Linked DNA regions of Mus musculus: region 2 is linked to region 1. A link is a contact called in public Hi-C data. All regions are on one chromosome and are shown on one strand. Each heading gives the region's core, a stretch centred on a gene start, on an enhancer-like site or on the middle of the called end of the contact. The rest is flanking DNA. Distances are from core to core; before and after follow the strand shown.

Region 1 (3,274 bases), core at 339-2,838:
GGACTTTCAGATGTGCTGTGGAACTCTGCCCTTGTGACATAGCTGTGCTATCATGAACTTAGAGCAGCCATGCAGGGACCCTTCCAAGATCGGGCAGACTAACATGACTGCTATGTCATTTGTTATTACTCTCCAGATCAGCTGACTTTAAAAAATATCCAGTCGGTCTTTTATATGTTCTTTTATAGCCTTTAAGATACAGGTTTTTAGATAATTTCTTCTAAAAATGTGTTTTTCCTTCTTAACAAATATATTGTGAGAACAGTGGTCACGGCGTCTCTTATAGTCCAGTCCACACTTTACCTTTCTCAGCCCACGTCTTCCCTGGGGAATCTGTATTCACCCTCTCACCTGACATGGAAGAAAGGAAGTGTAAGGTAGATGGAAGAGCCTCCTTAAAAGAGGATCTGAGAGAATATTGCATCAAGTTCATTGCTGCCGATGCTGTGGTACTTGAGATTGAGTTCAGAGCCTCATGCTTGATCTCCCAACCAGTAGCTCTTAAAAACACCGACAGTGCTCTCAGCATCAGTGGCACAGGCCCAGCGGCTCCGAGTGTGTTTGGTTATGTTTAAATTTGGATTACAGAATATTTTAGAGAAAAAGAAACAAAAACTGTCCCACGTTAAGGAATCTGAGTGAAAGGCTTGCACACTGAGGCCTCTGTTACATACCACGCTTGGACAACAGAAGAACAGAAGTCCAAATGCATCCTGGAGAAGCCATACAAGCTGACCCTCTGTTAAGGAGAAGCCCCACTGCTCCCAGTTATCAGAGACATGGAAGCTGAAGCCTTCAGCAGGGCTACGACTCAGCATAGCTCTTACAATCTACTGGCACAAAGTGAGGCCAATTAGCATTTCAGCTCTTTACGTGAACTAGCTACTCCAAAGACCCTGAGTATACTACTCACTGCCATGACAGCCTATTTCCCTGCCCTGTGGTCGGCAGGCCCCAAGGCCAACTGTATGCCTTTTACCTGTAACATGCCTCTTTTGGTGACCTTGGTTACCAACCATCCTGCTCCATGTCTGTACTTATCCTGCTGACTACCAAATATCTAAGAGAGGAGAATCTTCCAGAGGGTGTCCTTGGGAACCCTTTTCTCTTCTGAAGATGATCAGCAGAACTGCTAGGGTGCGTGTGGGGTGCCCTTGAAAGAGGCTAGGGGGCAGGACTTAGCCTTTTCCTCATCTCTGCAGTTGATGGAGAAAGGGGAGATGGCAGCTAGAGGTTACTGTGCTGTTGGCCAAATGCCTCCACTGTCTGAACACCGAAGGCGCAGCTTGAAGAATTCCAAGGCTCTGCTGCCCTCTGTGCTCACAGCGAGCATAGCAGCCTGTTGCTGGGACTAAGAGACCAGGCCTGGAGGTACAGGCCAGCTCTGCGTATGCCCTTGTCTCTTTTGCGGGTGGTGTAACCTCACACTTGAGGCTGAGGGAGTAGTTAGTTAGATCTTTGGTTTGGGCTGCTGTAGACCTCCAAGTTGTTCTCATTTTCTCGTTGCCTGCCTTTTCCAGTTCTTCTGACCAAAACGCAGTCTGAGCCTTCCCTGAGCTGTCAAGGTACTGTGAGCTCACAGGCTGCACTCTGCATGGCTCCAGATGGGAGGGTGCACGGAAGTGATATGTCTGTCAGACCTCAAAGAAGAGTTTGGCTAGAGGCACTCTGGGGAGGGGAGAGGGCTTGCTGGGTTGATTTGAGGTTATGATTTAAGTTTTTATTTCCCTGGTTTTTTAAAGACAAGAATACCTTGTGTAAGAATTTGCTATGTAACTTTAATCCATAGAAATCGCTGAAACTGTTGACAGAAATTCTATAGCTCAGAATTTCAGGTGAAAGTTATGTGTACAGAAGTAACATCAGTTCCTATTGCCTTGACTTGTTTTTTATTCTTACATTTGTGCTTCCTGCCTAGATCTATCCTAGATGTTATAGAGTGTCCACCAACTTGGGATTGAAACTGACCCTTATCTATCATAGAAATATAGGTATTCAAAGGGTTAGTTCAAATTTGGCACACTCATTGAGCAAATCTCTGCTATATACATGTGCATGCCCATATTCGTGAAGAGGTAGCTACATATATTTATCTGCACGTATTTTTACAAATTTGCATAAGCATATATGTACAAATATATACACAGGTGAATTGTGAGTTTAATGAGTCCTTTAGACTTTTCACATACCCATATAGGCATGTATATATATATATATATATATATATATATATATATATATAGGCATGTTTATATATATATATATATATATATATATATATATATATATATATATAAAGGCTAATATCCTATGAGTTTTTATATTTGACAGAAAGTTTGTCATTTTTCTAAAGTATGTGATAGCAGATTTGATTTTTTTTAAATAAAATAAATGAAAGAAACTGCAGCATTTGCATGGATGGCAGTCTGCTATGGATTGCCTGAGTGCCAGAGCTGAGTGGCCCCATTTACCAACCCATAGCCAACCTGCCTCATCAACAGAATTTCTCACAATGTCCCTTAAGGAACACCATTGTCTTGAATAGGGCACACACATACATAACCACTGTAGCCATCCTGGGAGATTCTGCTTGGCGATTTGGGCAGTTAGGGGCTGGGGAGAAGTGAACTTTACTACCACTTCCTTTATTCATGTCTAGAGTCTAGTGATAGTGCACCTTACAGATAGATAAGCTATGATGATAATGGCCACTTGGACCACGTGAGAAGGGAAGTCCCACCTGTTCTCTACCAGGGACTTGTTTAGTGACCATGGAACTGCCCAGATTCCACTTTTCCCATCTAGACCAACAGCTGCGTTGGACTTCTACCTTCTCCATCTCTGTTGCCACCCAACTTACCTTCATTATCATCCCCATCACTTTAATGCATCCAAATTGGAAGTGCTTTCTTGAAGATTAAATGTGAGCCTTGAAAATAAGTGTCGTGCTACCACGCGTGATCATTCATCTTAAAGCACATGCTCTCTAGGGAAATCTATGTGTCCATAGCTTACTGCCCTGGTAGGACAGCCTCGCTGTCTATGAAGGCTTAGCCTGATACCAATGAGAGATCTTTCTTGCTTTGTTCTCACCTTACTACAGTGTTTACCTAGTATCAGGAACCTCTTATATAGCTCTGTTCAATTCATAGGCAAAGCCCTTAAAAATATATTATCAACTTGAGGCCTAGGCCGGGGTTGGGAAACCTGAGGCCCTACTGCACCATACAGTTGCTAGTTGAGCAGGAGAAGTCACCTTTCCAAACAGTATGGT
Region 2 (3,274 bases), core at 516-3,015, 92 kb before region 1:
GTGGGCAGTGCCATCCTCTCGTGATTTTTCTGTGGTATTCTGTCTCTGACAACCAACTATCTGCCATGCTCATGATTTCTGGCTTCTCTGTACCCACTGTTACTTCTCACTGGGGTCCAGGCCCCTAGTTCCTGGCCTACCGGCCCCTCCCAGGTTACCCTTTCCCAAAGTAGTGTCCAGAGCATAGAGAGATCTTACAGATTCCAGGAAAGACCTTCCGATAGCCAGACCCAGAGCTTGGGAGAGGCCTAGAAACTCAATTCATTCAATGTTCCCTTTATGTAGTGAGCCCTGATTCACCCTCATTCACTGTCTTAAAGGCTAAGAGTAATGAAAAACACCAGACAAGGCTCACTCTACACTGAGTCACATTTTCGGGGAAGAGACCCATTCCAAACACATAAAGGTAAACATATTCAATATGACATGTATATCTACATGTATTTATACCTCTTGCATGCGTAATTAATACACTCAGTTTATATAAATATAAAAGCATGTAAGCATTTTGATTATAAACAGACATATAAAGCGCGCACACACACACACACACACACACACACACAGAAGATAAAGTGATATGCTTCCATGAGGAATATCAAGACAATCGGCAAGAGTATCAAACAAAACTCAAGACAGTGGACAAGAAGCAGATGGGAGTTGAGAGTGGGGATGTCCTTTGCGACAAAGAGGTCAGAAAAGAGCTCCCTGAGGAGCAGGTATCTGAGCAGAGCCTGCAGGATACACATTGCAGATCCCAGAAGCCCTCGGGTGGGGAAATGCTCTGAGTATTGTGTTCAAAAGGAAGCCAGGCTCTGCTGTAGGTATGAAGTGGTTCACCTGCTTTGAGTGGGCACTGTGGCTGGAGCAAAGAAGGCTACTGCAGGACTTGTATTTTGTACACTGGTCTCCCCTCTTTCCTTAAACAGAAAGTTGGGGTTCAGAGGAAGAAAAGCTTAGGCAAGCTTCTGGATACAGAGTTCAGTCACAGAATTTTGCCTCTTACTGGCATTTTATTCCAATCCTGAGAACCTAGTACAACTGCTGTATTTGAAGGGCGGAACTTCATAGCAATCAGGTTCTTTTCCTGTTCCCCTAAGGTCAATTAGCAGGCTGGAGAAGGGAAGCTTAGTGGTGCTGGGTCCTCAGGTTGACTTGCAGTGAGGCCTCAGCACCTGCTGCCTCTGCTGGTATTTTTGCTCACCACTCAACATGGGAATCACAGGGCTGGGGCCACAGTAGCATTCATTACTATCCAGGCAATTAGGCTGGCAAGCAGAAGCATGCATCCAAACAGGTGCAGTTCTTGTTGGCACTGGATGTCCACACTCCAGCCTCACTGCTTTCTGATTTCTCAGAAAAAGGTGTGCCCCTTTACCCCAAGCTGCGTCCCTCTCCAGTTTCCTATGCTGCACACCAAGGACCTCATTTTGGACCACTCTCCCCTCCCCTTACAGTAGATCTCTAGTTCTAACAAAGGTTCTTTTAGGTTCTGGGGCAGAAACTGAGGCGCTAGACCGTCTATTTTTCTCTCTTCCTTCAAGTCGGTTCTCGCAGCCTAGTCGGCCCGCCTCGCCCCGCGCAGCCACAGGTGGCCAGGTATTTGCCCGCTTAGTTCCTCCAGCCGGCTGGGCAGGTGACTCGGTGCCCACCGCGGGGCGCGCGCCCCGCCCAGGTGTGCTCCGGCGGGCAGCGGGGGCGCGCGGAGAGGCGGGCGCTGGGGAGCGGCGCGCGGGCACGGGGCGGCGCCGCGGTGGGCGCGGCTGAGCCAGTTTGGCGGGGGGCGGCGCACCTTGCTCCCGCGCCCGGGGTAGCCGCGTCCGTCTCTCTCCGCACGCCCCCGCCCGCCCGGACGCCCCAGGTCGCTTCCGTCCTCTCGGCACGGCCGCTGTCCTCGCTAGCCCCGCGTGGGAGGACGATGGGTCAGCGCGGAAAAAGTGAATGAGGACGGCGGCGCCGCAGCCAGCGCCCCAGTCGGCCGGCAGAGCAACCCGCCGGCTCCATGGACGCGCCGCGTGCACTGGCGGCCAAGCCCCCCACAGGGTAAGCGGGCCCACGAGGGCGGGCGTGGCTCTTCCCGAGGTGTTGAGGACTTGGGGCGCCTGGGTCGTTGCTCCGGTAACCGTGGCAGGCCTTGCTCGGGAACACTTTCTGCGAGAGGTGCTGCTGTGAAAGCCCTTGTGTATGTTTGTGTATGTGTGTGTTGGGGGGTGGGTGGGTGGAGGGAGTGCTGTCCCTCCGTGCAGAACCCCAGCTCTGAGCTGCCTTCAGCCCCTTGCAATAGTGGCAATTACGGGCGGAGGGGGACAAGGAAAATCCAGGCCTGAAACTCCAGCTGAGTCTGTCTGGTCCCATACACAGGTTCCTCCAGCCACTCCTCGCAGGCCCTGTGGCCCGCTGCTCCCTACCTCAATGACAAGGGGGTACTTGGTCTGTTGGGACCCATGTAGCCAGGAGATCTGGGGAGGTGTGTGGGGAAGGGACTTCATGAACACTCTTCTGCCCAAGCCTTTGTGCTGGGATCTCCCTTGTGTCTGAAGAGGTGAGGACCTTCTTCATCGGACCTGTAAAGCAGAGCTGTCAATCCTGTCTTCAGGATCCTCTAGTGCCTCAACCCTTTTAGTTTCTTTTTGCTGTCTCCACACCTTGCGGACAGAGATTCCCTGTCACACTGAGGATTTTACTTGCCCAAGAGAAACTTGCCTAACACAGGTCAAATAGACTTGCCCTTTAACCCCAACTCCCCGAATCGTGCCCCTCCGTGCCCATCTCTGCCAGGACAGTTGACAACCCTTGCAGACTTGGTAGATTTCAGAGAGCGCCGTGGGGCTGGCTTTTGACCTCTTCTTTCTGGAGCAAATGTGTTATGAGTGTTGCGAATGGAATGAGTTGGGGTGGGTCCGCACCTGCTCCCGAAATGGCCCACTTTCCACTTGAGCAGCTGGATTTTCTAAGGCGGCACTGGGGACAACAAATCTCTTTTCTTTAGCAGTTATGTCCCACTGACTCACCCGATCCCTTGCCCACTGACTTTGTTGCCCAAGTGTTTATAAAAGCCGTCTAAACCAGTTCTTTATTCTTAAAATCTCCCCTGGAGGCTTCCAAAAAAGTAAGATACATTTCTAACTCATAATCTTGAAGCTACGGAATTTTTTTTTTAAGACTTTTCTTCGCTAAGGTGTGGTTGTGGTTATATAAATCCTTTGAAGAAACAAATTCCCCTTAAAAAATAGATATGGGAATACTTTTTCATGGTAATGGAGAGCCCCTAAAA

What was found. Hi-C and Micro-C count contacts between places; a contact is called where the count stands out from the background.
Region 2: a contact with region 1 is called in a Hi-C map of cerebral cortex, with 2.9 times the contacts expected there. The contact joins the promoter of Cobl here to the enhancer-like site in region 1. A contact is called at or near these places in 2 of 39 promoter capture datasets (hippocampal neurons and liver), 29 of 484 Hi-C or Micro-C datasets (the AML12 cell line, the C2C12 cell line, the G1E-ER4 cell line and 20 more), 5 of 115 datasets of contacts at active chromatin or transcription factors (cardiomyocytes, embryonic fibroblasts, embryonic stem cells and 1 more) and 2 of 9 other capture datasets (adipose tissue and liver).

What each region holds. Positions count from the first base shown.
Region 1 is chr11:12,371,620-12,374,893 of GRCm38.p6, reverse strand. The region is part of intron 4 of Cobl (cordon-bleu WH2 repeat); the gene reads left to right. Among named protein-coding and RNA genes, the nearest start is that of Gm30596, 11 kb to the left of the region's middle. Within about 2 kb of position 1,588, at least 113 of the 459 cell types and tissues checked have an H3K27ac peak or open chromatin away from gene starts, as enhancers often do. A contact at or near this core is called in cerebral cortex, muscle stem cells and myocytes, where this site is marked.
Region 2 is chr11:12,463,451-12,466,724 of GRCm38.p6, reverse strand. Cobl (cordon-bleu WH2 repeat) reads left to right here and starts at 1,765. Exons shown (of 15, transcript NM_172496.3): 1 at 1,765-2,043. The coding sequence starts at 2,003.